3 separate regions of the Mus musculus genome follow, and regions 2 and 3 are each linked to region 1. Evidence: chromatin contacts called from public HiChIP or PLAC-seq data. All regions are on one chromosome and are shown on one strand. The core of a region is the stretch at or near the end of the contact, and the rest is flanking DNA. Distances in the headings are between cores, read along the strand shown.

Region 1 (4,437 bases), core at 972-3,471:
CTTCCATGATGGTTCAGGAAATTACAATTCAATTAGTTTTTAACATATAACTCCTTTCTTTTTAACTAACCTTTAGTTCTCACAGAGAGACATTTCTTTTCCAGTTTATACATTTAAGACAAAATGTAAACTTGAAGTTAAAAGTTGCCTCCTGGTCTCTCCTAACTGAGAGGATGTGGTACATTAATGTAGAAACTGTCGTGAGTGTATCTGACTATGACCCACATGTGGTATTTAGATCTTAAAGAGATGATCTGAAGAAGTCTGACGGGCCTCTTTAGAAAGTAGAATGCAGAAGGAACGTCAAATCTGTCCTTTCTGTCCTATGGACACTGAAGGACACCTCAGACCTGCATGGTAGACAGATTGAGCAGATTGTCTACTGTATCCCCTTCTCACAGTAATGAAGAGGCTGAGAGGGGATGGAAGGTAAATCCTAGAGGGGGAAAAAAGCCCACAACTTCTAAAAACCTACACAGTCACACACTGCTGTAAGTCAACAATTTGGTGTCTGAAAGCTTCGTTGTCATTGAAGATGAGTCATTTTATCACAGATGACACTACTGATCGGGATATTATTCAAAGTGTGTAGTAAGTGGCACGATGCAGGCCTCAAGAATCAGAAGAGAGACCCGAACCATCATGGTTGGCCAGTTCGTAAATACATTCATGGGTGTGGCCTGACTGATGTGTATGGGCAGGGAGCAGATGTGCCTTTGTTTTTTTTTAATACTAGTGGAATATAAATGTAAATGTAGTTATTGAAAGAGTCAGCATGTTAGGTGCATTTTATGGCATATAGTGAAACATGCTTCCAGTCAATCATTAATGTCTGCAATCTACAGACTAATACCTCATAACACTGAATTTGTACAGTTACTGTTTTCATCTATAGAACTTGGCTTGATTCAATGTTTGCAAGTATTAACACATTTACCTGACTGTAAAATTCCTAGAGGAAAAAAAAAATTGTTAAGCTACCAAAGTTACCAGCACTTTCTTTTGAATTACACATATCTGCCCCCTAGAAGGATGTGTGCTTGTAATCTCCAACTTAGATTTTATATGTTTTAAGGGACATCGTCTTCTTTCTATTCTTATTCAGTTCCAACAGTAAGGAGTCATGCTGTGTTAGAGCGTTACCGTTCTCCGATCCGGCTTCCTCTTTTCATTAATTCTGACGACTTTATGACTCACACTTGGCCAGTTCTGCTTGGGTTGAACCCACTTCGAGTTCTAGTGCACGCATTCCATTCTAGCTCGGAGCTTTTCTAACTCTTGTAAACTCTAGTAGTGACCTTCCAAACGACTTTTACGTGCGTGTTTGACTTCTGTGCTATTTAAAACTTCTCCTTTTTATTTTTGCTTTGATTCTGCCTTTTACGTACTTTCCTGCTTCTGGGTGAAACCCGTTATCTTCAACTACTTGAAAAATACAAAATTTAAAAAATAAAAAAAGCAACTGTTTTCAAGTCCCTCCCCCCACCGTGATGGCACACTGCCACAGGAACCATCCTGTGTTATCTCAGCTTGACTACCCCCTTCTTTCCCACTGCTTTCTTCCCCCCTAAAGTTGTAGGTATGAGTAGCCCCAGATACGAACAATGTTCTGCACTAAATACGCTGCCTTTCCTTCCCCTCCCCGTTATGTTCTTATAAAGCTGATGGGTAATTGCGGTAAGAATAAAGCGGCATAAAGGCAATTAGGTGAATGTCAAACGGCTACAGCTCTAGGGACAGAATGCATTTTTGATGAACTTTAATGAGGTAGAGGGAGGAACACCACAAGGACTTTACCAGAGAACAACCTGGCCAGCACCTGTGACATTTACAGCCAAAAGAGTGAGTGAGGGCACAGTCTGTTAAGTGCACGGGGGTGCTAATATTAAATGAGCAAACGGGTAGGAAGCAAATGAGCGAACTTGAACAAAGTTGTTTTCTTTTCTTTTCTTTCTCTGGAAAATTCTGTTTTGAGTACCCGTAGCCATAGAGTATCAAACTCTATGTTCCGGCTGTTTGAGGGAGGAAAAGTACACTGATTTTTTTCTTTTTCTTTTTTTTTTTTTTTAATTGTAGAAAAGGAACGCAAGGTTCTCTCAGGAGCACTGGAGAGTAGGAGTGACCTCCTCTATAGGCTTTGTGCAACAGTGTCTCAAACCACAGCAGTCACATGGGTTCTGTTGGCTTTGCTACTTTTTCGACTGCGTGTCAGAGGGCTGTGCATTTCGCTTCCTCCCTCCTGCAAGGCCAGGGAACCATGTGTTGGCGGGATTAATCTTTGCCCACAATGTCTCTGCAAAGGTTTCTGCAGCGGCAGGGCAGCAATGGCAATTTGGAGTACTGTGCTGACTCTGCCTACGGCTCCTACTCCGTCCTCACGGGCCAGCTCACGATGGAAGACAACCGAAGGATTCAAGTGCTGGCAGACACTGTAGCTACTTTGCCCCGGGGACGAAAGCAGGTAAGGTTGCTGCGCTGTCTAGAGTGTTCACGTTTGCCTGACCTCTGCTGAAAGTGGTACCTGCTCCTGCGTGTCTCTGTTAACTTTGACTACCAGCCTTATTCCCCGCGCTTAGGAGTCATTTCGGTTCTTATTCAAAGGAGAGTTCTTTTCCCTGAGGAGAACCTCTGTCTACTACCCAATTAACTTAGGAGTTAATGACTGAGAGTACATGTGAGGGGGGAGGTGACATGTCTACCAGAGATAGTATCACAGTTGAAGGATAGAAAAACAGTCACTTTTTTTTTTTTTTAAAGTAAGACTCAAATATTTATCTTCATTTAAAGATGTGCTCAGGTAAAATGAAAGTTGTTGAGAACAATGAACATGAAGGTCGTTTACAGGTACACAACCCACACGATCAACACTCCTCCGTTTGTGTGTCTGTTCATTGTCTCCCTCTGGGCTTACCTCCAGGCCCCGTCAGTTCACAATCGAGAGAAGACTTCTCCTTGAACACTACCTCTGTCAGCCAAGTGAATTCTTCAGTCCTGGAGCAATGATAGAACCTTGGGCTATTGGGAAGTAGGACTATTTCGGGGAGGTGAATGGGCTGCTTGGTAGCTGTGGCATACAGAGCAAGTTGGTAGCTGCCCCCCTCACATTATGTCTTTCTGAAAAGGAAGCTATCAAACTAAACTCCATTCACTTGATTAGGTAACAGCAGAAACAACTTCCTTGAACCCTCTGCCCTTTAAGTAAGGAAATGTACAGGGCACTCAGCACTCAATAAAGGCTGTTCGAAAATTTTTATGAAATGTCTTTAGAGATGAAAACTCAACTGGAAAAGTATGTGTCTAGTGAATTTGTTCTGAATCTTTGGTCTTCCATTTGTAATACATAAGAATGAACTATATACCACTTTATGTATTTTGATCATATACTTTTCTATAAGGTCCAAGGTGTGTATTTGAATTTATATAAACAGTCATGCACAAGATGTTTAGAACTGACTTAAAACACAGCTTTGTGGCTTACTACATTGTGCATATTGTGTTCTCCTCTGAGCTCATCTAACTTCAGCATTACAAAGTTGAAGCGTAGGGGAGAGTCAGGACCTGATGTGGTGAGTGGATTCCTTGGCATTTTCCACAGTGATGAAGCTCATTTGCTAGTAGTTGATTGTCATTCTCAATCCAACGTGTTTTTATAATACAAAGTTTGGTGAACATCTGTATCGATTTATAAATGGGCAACACAGGAAACGCCAACGGGTTTACTCAGATTCTAAACAGAGAGCAGTCTGTTTCTCTTTCTATTTAATACAAAGCCATTACACCAAATTCTGATCATTTGCTATCCTACTATTTGTTCTCGGCATATATCACTTACCAGGAAAAATACTGTTAATAACTGCACCACGGAGGGAATCTTTCCAGATCTTGTTCTCAGCTCAGGCTTTACACGTTGCCAGTCCCTGCCAGGTAAATCAAACTATATGTCAGCCCTGAGGGCTGGAGAAGGGTTAGCATTAGGGGACAGTTTGAGCAGGTGTATATGTAATATGTCTCCATAAACTGTCTTAGGCTTCCTAAGCATGGGAATCCCTAATGTGGGGACACAGACTCTGGTGTGTCAGGAAAATCCAGTGTGTGCCTGTGAGAGTTGAGAGGAGGGACAGCATGTGGCCAGTTTCCTTGAGAAAATAGTGCAGTTGGTTCTTGCTATCCACAGAGCATTGGTTCCAAAACTACCATCTTTGAAAATCAAAGACCAGAGATGTTGGACTCCCTGATATAAAATGGCAGCATATTTGCCTATAAACTACTAAGACCATGTCTAATACCTAAGACAATATCACTTGCTATGTGAGTAGCTGTCACATTATAGCATTTAGAGACTGAGGGTCGAAAAGAAACATACACATGTTCAGTACAGAACATGCCATGTGTTTCATTTCTATGGAGTATTTTCATCATCAGATGGTTGAATAGACA
Region 2 (4,437 bases), core at 1,193-3,692, 410 kb before region 1:
TCCCCCACCAGGGTTAAATCAGTGGATTGGCTCTTGGGGTGGAAGTAATGGTTCTCAACCAGGGCGATTGTGTACTTCAGAGACATCTGGCTGTCACTATTGTGAGGGGAGGATTGCCCTATTGAAATCTAGTGAGCACAAGTCAAGGATGCTGCTAAATGTATTTCAACATGTAAAACGGCAAAACCAATTATCCAGCTCAAAGTACCAATAGTGCCAAGGTTGAGAAATCCTGGAATCAGGTGCCTAAGCCTTGAGGGCTAAACCCTGGGTGTACAGGGCTTGTGTAAAAAGCAGTATCCTAGTCTGTCCTCTTATTTTACACACACACACACACACACACACACACACACACACACACACACACAAAGTAGAATACAAGGCCACAAACACTATCCACAGTGCTTCCACAGAGTCCCTTGGAACACTGAGTAGTCACAGGGGGTTGTTAGCTCTTGCAGTGAGTCAGCCACAGTAAGAGAACATCTATGGCAGTAGCAGCCCAAAGCAGGTCAAGCTTCCTCAATCCACCTAGCTACCTTTTAGGAAGTCTTTATTAAACATACACACATACACCACTGTTAGGCATGCTGATACAGGATGAACACAGCCGAGCCTGGTGCCTGCCCTCATGGAAGGGACTGTAAACATTTGGAAGATTAAAAGCACACAGCAGCACGAAGAGGTAGCTGCAATATAGCTGCACAGCCACTCTGGCTCCCATTTCCCTCTCTTAGGTTCAAAGTGTGCCCAAGGTCAAACCAGTGAGCCTCAAGGGCTGACAGTTGAAGCAAGTGTTACCGAGGGCTCTGTTGTATTGTTTCAGCCAGCAGGGATTACAGATTGGTGATCTTGCCTTGATCTGACCTGAACTTTCCTCGCCTGATCGCCACCAAACATAACTACAAGGACCCTCTAATGAACGATCCAAACACAAAAGAACCAAAAACCTTCTCTGCCTTTTTGCTTACACAACACCTGAAGGCTCTTTTCTAGCTGTTCCTTGTACACACACGCCTGTAAAGCTAGCTTGTTTGCAGCTTTTGCAAAGGCCCGATCTTCCACTTCCTTTGCAACCTTCTGCAGTGTTGCAGCCAGCGACCCAATAAATGCCCTCTACATGAAAGGACCTGTAGGGATAAAAAATACTTTATGTTTTCCCCATTTATTGGTGTCATGATTTTACTCTTGCTTTGTGATAGGACTGTGCATTATAAGCTTCTAGAGGGCAGAGAAAATGGCTTGCTGCTTCCAAACACTAAGCGGGCACCATGCAAAATTTGATCCTTGCATGCCTTTTTTGATGCTCCAGATAATATTAGCACACTGGGGTGTTTTTGTGTTTCTAAGGACCAAAGTTGTCAGCCTCTCTGCGGCGGAGAATGTTCCTTCCTTCCTACTGTAAGCTCCCGTGGCGCCTAGGACAGGGCGGGATTTTTGCAGAAGCCCCCCCCCCCCCCACCCCCCAGACTTGCTTATTTTTATTACCAAGGAAGCCGACTGCGAAAATGGCAAACGCTTGCATAACCCTAGACCCTGCGAGGAAATGAGCATAGTGGAAGGGGATCAGAAGACAAGGCAACGATGGCCTGGCTGAGGCGGAGCATTGAGTATCCACCCCTGTGCCTGACACGCAGGGCTGGAGATGAGTGCAGGAGCCCCCGCAGTTCCCGGCTCGGCTGCCTGCTGTCCGCCCGCCCCGCGCCCCGGGAGCTGTCCAGACGGCCCCGCCCGCGCCTACCTGGCCGCTCCCCGTGCCGCGCGCCTCCCCCGCGTCCCGCCAGCCCGGCTCGCAGCAGCCCACAGCCCGGGCGGCCCGAAGGGTCGGGGGTCGGGGGCGGCGGGCGAGCATGGCTAGGCGGGCGGAATCCCTGGGGCCGGGCGCCTGCAGGGGGCGCGAGGAGCGCCCCGCCCCGCCGCCGGCCCTCTCCCTCCCGGCTCCCTGGATCCGCGCCGGGAGGAAATGATGTGTTGCTGCCTGGTTAATCACAGCTCCAGACACTCATTGGCCGAGCGCTCCGCAGCCACTTCCTCCTCCTCCTCCTCCCGCTCCTCCCGCTCCAGCTCCCGGTCGCCGCCGCCGCCGCCGCCGCCCCCAAGCGCTGGGGGAACTTTGCCGCCGCCGGCTCCCCGCCGCCCCCAGCCGAGCCCCGCGCCGCCGCAAGTTTCCTCCGCCCTCCTCCCCGCCCTCCGCCTCCCGCCCCGCGACAGCCGTCTCCCCGGCTCCAGCCCGGTGCCTGCCGCCAGCCTGCGCCCCGGCCCCGTGGCCGCCAGCCTCCCGCCCCGCGCCGCGCCGTGCCGCGCCGCGCTGCACTCCGCCGCCGCCGCCCGGGCCACCCGCCCGCGGCCCGCGGAGTTCCGGGCTCCACGCCGGCTGCAGCGCCCCGCCCCGCCCCGCGCCCTCCCGCGCCGCCTTGCAGCTCCCGGTCGCCTCGAGCTCTCCGCCTCCCCGGGTTCAGCACCCGACCGCCGCTGGACCAGAGGTGAGAGCAGGTCGCCGGCCACGCCGCCGGAGCTGGGGACCGAGGGAGGAGGGAGCTTAGCTGGAGGCGAGACCGGGATCGGAGGTGGAGGGTGGGCGTCTCGGTGCCTCCCCCTCGCTTTCATTCTTTCTCCGGCAAGCTGCGTGCCCTCTCGACGTGGGGGGAAGCCGCGGCGGAACGAAACCGACTTGCTTAGGGCCTTGGCTGCCGGTGGGATCCGGGGTGGACAGAGGCTTGGAGTAGGGGGTTCGGGTGTGCGTTGGATGAACTCCTGCAGGGTGTGCGCCTCGGACTTATAAATCGATCTGGCCTCACGGCCCCGGGCTCACCTTCTAAGCTGAGCTTGGCAGACTAAAGAGATTGGCCAGTCACCCCCACCCACAAAATATCCATCTCTTCCAAGAGGAATTTTCTGCTGGAGAGACAGCCAATAAACTCTGTTCAACTCCCTCCCTCCCTCTGTCCTTCCTAGCTGCAGTTTCAAAAAGCTTCAAAGCCAGGAATGTGGGATTCATCTTCCGATCCCCAGAAGGCAGATGTGGTTACAGATGTTGCATAGTACTTTGCCAAGTTTAAAACCCTTCCTTCGACACTAACCAAAACAGTGAGGCTAGAACCTTGGGCGCGCTGGGGAGAATTGTGGGCCTGTGGGTTCACTACGTGCATGGACTTCTGTCTGGTTCAGAGACTGGCTTGGCTCTGTCCAGTTTGTGCCAGTTACGTCTCCCACCCTTCCCTACCTCCCTCTTCCCCTGGAGATCTGAACGTACCTTGCACGGCAGAGGAGCTATGGAGGAAGGTACTTGGGCAAGAAAACACCCATTTTTGTTGCAGAAGAAAAGTGTGTTGGTTAAAAAGTTGCCATTAATTTGGTGTTTGGAGAGAGACGGACGGTAATGCATTGGATTTGCTCTCTTTATTGGCTTTTCTTCTTTGCGGTTTGTGCGATTGGTGTGAGATGATGGGAAACGTCTCTGGTCCCATACATGTTTAATGCGATTGCATATATATATATATACATACACATATATATGTTTTTTGTTTGCATAGATATATAATTTCTGAAAAAAATCCCTCAAATAGAAACATAACGCAGTGATTTTAAAGGATCCAGTTCTTGAGAGGCAGACTGCTCTGACAGCCCAAGGGAAGGCGGTGGCAAAAAATAGACACCACCTCCCTTTTCCCCAAAAAATTCTTCCTGGAAAGGTGGTGTTAAGAAACTTCAGAGATGGGCTCATCCAAGTGGCAGGCCTTAAATGGAAACACTATAGTATGTCCTGGCACTAGTCTCTGGAGGTGGGTTGCTGGCCGGGGGCCCAGGCTCGGGCAGGCGGCAGACACTAGACTTGTGCTGACCTCAGACAGTGCCTTGCCATGCAGCTCTACAGTTGGCACACTGCTTAAGTATGAATCCCAGGCCTCACCCATGCCACTCTCGGGGACAGTGCAGTCACAAGGTTATTTTAAGTCTGCATAGGATCTGGATTACCGTTCTAAGCTCAGCTCCCTCCCTTTGTGATTTGGTTACTTTTGTTTTCTGTCCTGGGGTTGACAAATGGATGGAAGTGTTCTGAAGCTGAGCAGCGTGTGCCTTGGGTGGCTGTCACTTTGTAATGGGACGCAGCATCTCTGCTGCCACTGTACATGGGAGTCCTCAAAGGTGATGAGTGATGTTGAGATAGACCTTGGCTTTAGCCGGCAAAGAGCAAGGGCCAGCGTGGGCACGGGCTGGACTCATGGTCTCTCTTCAACTGTGTGGCTGAGGTCTGCTCCAAGCAGAGAGTGGTTTTAGAGCGAACTTGATTGAGATAATAGTCTTACAACTTCTGCATGTTGGACTAGAGTGATCACTTGAATCTGAATAAATTTCTTGTAATTGCTAAGTAATTACAGAGAATATTAAGGATGCAGAGTTAAGATGCCACATTCAGGAGTGTAATGCGTTTCAGGA
Region 3 (4,437 bases), core at 645-3,144, 260 kb before region 1:
AATGCATGTTCTCTAAATGTAACCAAACCAAACCACTCTACTCCATCTGGACCTTCACAGAACTGAAAGGTATGCAACAACCACAGATACCACGGTGGTGCCCTAGTCAGTCTGATGAGACCTGACCCCAAACTTACCAGGGCATGAACAGTGTTGTGTGCCCTTTCTGGGAAAATCAGTATCAAAATGGAACACATGCTCCTCTCATTGGTCAGCAATGCCAAAGGTTTATTGCTCCTAATAGAAAGGAGAGGGGTGTCCCGCATGAACCTCCAGTGCCTTCTTAGTCCTAGCTCAGATCCTCCACATGGACAGTGTGTGTGTTGCTGTTGATCATCAAACTAATTTTACTCCTGGAGCATCATGACTGCCATCCACACCTGTGACCACGGAAGTTCTCCTCATGTACTATTGGCTTGTGGATGTATCTTCTTTCATTGGCTAGGGAAAGAACCCAGGCTAGTGTACCATGAGTATGTCCTTTGGTAGCCATAGCATTAAAAATGCATCTGAAGCTAATTTTAAAAACTGGAAATACGTTTCATAAAGACACAAATATCTACCTGAGCTTGAAGAACAGGAAAAATCTGGATCATTGGGATATCACATGGTTTTGCATGTTTGAGAAAGCAGCAACTGTCCTGCACTAAGGTATGGTTACATTCTCTGGCTCCTGGAGGAGTCACATAAGTATAGCAATGATTTTAGTGGGTGAAATAGAACCTGGTGATTAGTGGGTTGAAGCTCTCACTAATTGAAGTTTCTACTTCAGTCCTATCTGGCTGTGTTCACATGCAGTGCAGAAATGTCTTATGAGACTATAGGTTTTGAGACTATAGGTTTCTTCTATGTTTTCCATGAGAAGTTTCAAATCCAAACTTTATATTTAAAATTTCACATTTAAGCCATGGTAATGATAAAAATTAAACAAAATGGGTATAAGGTATTGGATCAATTCTCTGTGGGTAAAGTACATGTAAGATCTAGTTCTACTTTGTAGCCTCTACAAGGCTATATTAGAGCATTACTCTGCTGGAAGCTTCGCCCAGGGCAAAATGGGAAAAGCTCAGTTGGATAGAGCCATCTTGGAATGGAGCATCATTGATATTCAGTCCTTCCTGTTTTGTACAGAAACATTAGCAATGAGTCTTTTTTTTCCCTCTAAATTTACATTATTTTATTTTTATTTTGTGTGTATCTTAGTTTTGGTTTGCATGTATGCATGTATGCATGTATGTATGTATGTGGACCACATGCATTCCTGGTGCCCTCAGGATCCAGAAGAAGGAGTTGGAGTCCCTGCAACTGAAGTTACAGATGGTTGTGAGCTGTGGGTTCTGGGAACCAAATCTGGGTCCTCTGGAACATTATCCAAGTGGTCTTAACTTCTGGGCCATCTCTCTCTAGTCTTAACAGCTTTACAAAAGTTACCAAGCAAAGCATTGCAAAGCTCAGTATCAACTACCCCTAAGTCTCAGAGCATCCCAGACCCATCCTATCATGAAAGTTCCATCTTTCCTGTTTTTTTTTATTCCAACCCGAGTACTACTCACGGCAATGTTACAACCCCAGATAATAGATTTCTCCACAAGCTTAATTTATGTAAATAAGCACATTTTACTTTTACAAGGCTGGCATTTCTCAAGCAGTTTATTTTATAAAATGGAAACAAAAATTAAACTTCTGCAAGACATGTTGAATTCTGTCAATCAAATACCATGGTTCACCAATTCTCTTTCATTTTCATTTTTCACCTCAGTAAACAAACAAAACATAGTGAGTTTCACATGTAGTAGGAAAATATGACACAACCTGTGGCAGTTTTATAGTCTCTGGGGAGGCCTGTCATGATTCTGTCAGGCATGGCTTCCCTTCCTTTCTGGTATCTGTTGGAGGAAACAGAAGACATCGTCGTGGTTGAGGGAATTGGGGGTGAGGTTGAAGATGGCGTGGGGAAGTGTAGTTATGTGATTCGATTTTGTGGATGCAATAGTGTGCAGGCTATACACACACTTGTATGCACTAGCACGAGCTCATGTGGAGGCCAGAGGTGATATAAGGTAAATTCCTCTACCGCTCTCACCTTATCTTTTGGTGTAAAGTCTCTCACTGAACCCAGAGCTCACTGGTCTAGTTGGCTGATAAGCTCTGAGGATCAGTTTGTGTTTGACCCCAGCTCTAGGGTTACAGATATCCATAACCACCCCTGGCTTTTATGGGGGTACTGGGGTTGAAAGCGTGTCCTTGTGCCTATGTAGCACATACTTTAACAACTGAGCCATCTCCCCAGCCCGCTTAAAAATTTTTAAGCAAAAACATTTGAGATTACGTTAAATCACTTCTTGTCTGAGAGTAGACTTCACATGATAAACTTCCCTTGCCATCATGCAACCCAGGAATTCAAGCAAATGTATGTGAAGGATTCTGATTTTCAAATTTAGAAACCTCATGACTAGTTGTCTTAGTTACTTTTCTGTTGCTGTGATAAAGCAGCATGACCAAGGCAATGTATAAAAAAGAGTTGAATGTGGGGCTTGCAACTTCAGAGGGTGAGAGTCCAAGATACCAGAGGAAAGGCATGGGGGCAGAAGTGGAGAGTTTGCATCTTAAGCCTGATGTGGAGGCCAGAGGTTGATAAGTCAATATGAGAGATTTTCCACTACTGCTCCCATCTTATCTTTTGATACATGTGTGCATGCATGCATGCGTGCATAGATATGTACGTGTGTGTGTGTGTGCATGCATGTTTGTGTATGTGTGTTTCTGTGTGTGTGTTTGTGTGAGAGAGATAGAAAGATAAATTGCTAGGTAGATTGGTAGATAGGTAAAGGAAATGGCATGGACTTTTGAAACTTCAAATTGTGCTTCCCACAACACAGCTCCTCCCCAATGGAATTATTGCTTTGATGTTTACTAATTCTTCTCCCAGGTGATGGTGGCATACTCGTTCATACTCGTTCATACTCATTCATACTCATTCATACTCGTTCATTAGATTCACTCTTCTTCACAATAGTATAAAGCATCCTGAATCCCCTGGGCCCAAACACAGGAACTTAGAACTTTCTTTGCTTTGGAAAAAAAAATGACTGCAGATATGGAGCTCCATGTCTTTCTGTGAGCATGAAGGAGAAGAAAGCATCTACCTCTGCTTCTTAGGTACAGAAATCACTATGAGGTGACCCTTTAACACAAGGTAAGCCAACGGAAACAATGTAAGTTGATTAAATTGTCAATGGTAAATTATTGCCACCCACAAATTTCTTTAAGCACCCAACATATAATTGGCACCGGACTTCAGAAAGTAGGCCAGCCTAGGCCCTGACTGTCAGACCTTTGACTCTTGTGTCAGCATCTCTCTGTGCTTTTTCCTTTTCATCCCTGAGGTCTGCTTCTACCTCATTTGGCCACAAAGAGGCTCGTGACTCCCTTAGCACCTGAGCTGACAGATGATCCTCTTCATCACGTGTCAGTGCCACCTTGCTACTTTTGTCCCACATCCACATTCCAGATGACAGTGTCAGATGGGTCCTCTTCTGGTCCAATTTACCACTACCAATATCTGAGTCCTACTGAACAAACTTGACTGCAGTTCAAGTTAAGGAAATTTCTCAGGATAGGGTGGGGATAATGCAGTTTGTGAACTGGGAATGAAACCCAAATGGTGTACTATTCAAATGGTCTTACATTAAAAAAAATGAGATTCATCAAATAGATAGTATATTTTCTCCACAGTTTGATATTTGCTTATTATCACCAAAACTTTCCACCCTTCAAACTACCAACTGTCCCACTGAATATGTTTCTTACATGAAATGTAAGTGACCACGCTATTCTGTATCTTAAGCAATTTCCCCAAATCACAAGTTTAGTGGGTTTTGTTTTTATAATGATCTATTATCTCTCTATGTATATACCACCTATTATGTATCCAACCACTCTCTATCGTCTATTTATTCACCCAACATCTATTATCTGTTTGTCTGTCTATCATCTATCAGTCTACCAGTATATCATCTATCTATCTATCTATCTATCTATCTATCTATCTATCTATCTATCTATCTATCTATAAATGAAGATGTAAAAATAAGTGACCCATTAATGGACTCTTTCTGGACAAGTTTTTAACTATTCCTGCATAGCCTTTAACTGAAACTTCTTATTCGCCCCATCTATCTATAACCCCTTTCTTACACTGCCACCACAGCTTTCTTTCAGACACACCAATTGATTAGATCACTTTCCCAAATTAAACTCTCAGGGAGCTTTCCTTGTTCTGTGAATGGTGAATACTTGGAAGCTGGGGTCAGGTGGGGCCTTGGAGGTATCCTTCACTTATTTTTTTTTTCTTCCTTCACTCAATTTGTTTATTTCTACCTTCAAATTAAACCAAGTGCATGACTTCTTATCACCACTGCTGTCACCCTACCCAAG

Evidence for each region. HiChIP or PLAC-seq counts read pairs in DNA pulled down with a chosen protein or histone mark.
Region 2: a contact with region 1 is called in an H3K4me3 HiChIP or PLAC-seq map of the 230-238 cell line, with 17 read pairs. The contact joins the promoter of Acvr1 here to the promoter of Cytip in region 1. A contact is called at or near these places in 2 of 39 promoter capture datasets (the 3T3-L1 cell line and pre-B cells), 1 of 484 Hi-C or Micro-C datasets (Sertoli cells), 6 of 115 datasets of contacts at active chromatin or transcription factors (the 230-238 cell line, DN3 thymocytes, bone marrow-derived dendritic cells and 2 more) and 1 of 9 other capture datasets (macrophages).
Region 3: a contact with region 1 is called in an H3K4me3 HiChIP or PLAC-seq map of pro-B cells, with 3 times the contacts expected there. The contact joins the enhancer-like site here to the promoter of Cytip in region 1. A contact is called at or near these places in 1 of 39 promoter capture datasets (pre-B cells), 1 of 15 datasets of contacts at CTCF or cohesin (large pre-B cells), 3 of 115 datasets of contacts at active chromatin or transcription factors (the 230-238 cell line, large pre-B cells and pro-B cells) and 3 of 9 other capture datasets (adipose tissue, embryonic stem cells and pancreatic islet).

The regions. Positions count from the first base shown.
Region 1 is chr2:58,157,906-58,162,342 of GRCm38.p6, reverse strand. Cytip (cytohesin 1 interacting protein) reads left to right here and starts at 2,221. Exons shown (of 8, transcript NM_139200.4): 1 at 2,221-2,461. The coding sequence starts at 2,288.
Region 2 is chr2:58,564,833-58,569,269 of GRCm38.p6, reverse strand. Acvr1 (activin A receptor, type 1) reads left to right here and starts at 2,442. Exons shown (of 12, transcript NM_007394.3): 1 at 2,442-2,483. It also overlaps a transcript of Upp2 not described here.
Region 3 is chr2:58,420,933-58,425,369 of GRCm38.p6, reverse strand. The region is part of intron 1 of LOC108168760 (a long non-coding RNA gene); the gene reads left to right. Among named protein-coding and RNA genes, the nearest start is that of Acvr1c, 65 kb to the right of the region's middle. Within about 2 kb of position 1,894, at least 15 of the 459 cell types and tissues checked have an H3K27ac peak or open chromatin away from gene starts, as enhancers often do. A contact at or near this core is called in the 230-238 cell line and pro-B cells, where this site is marked.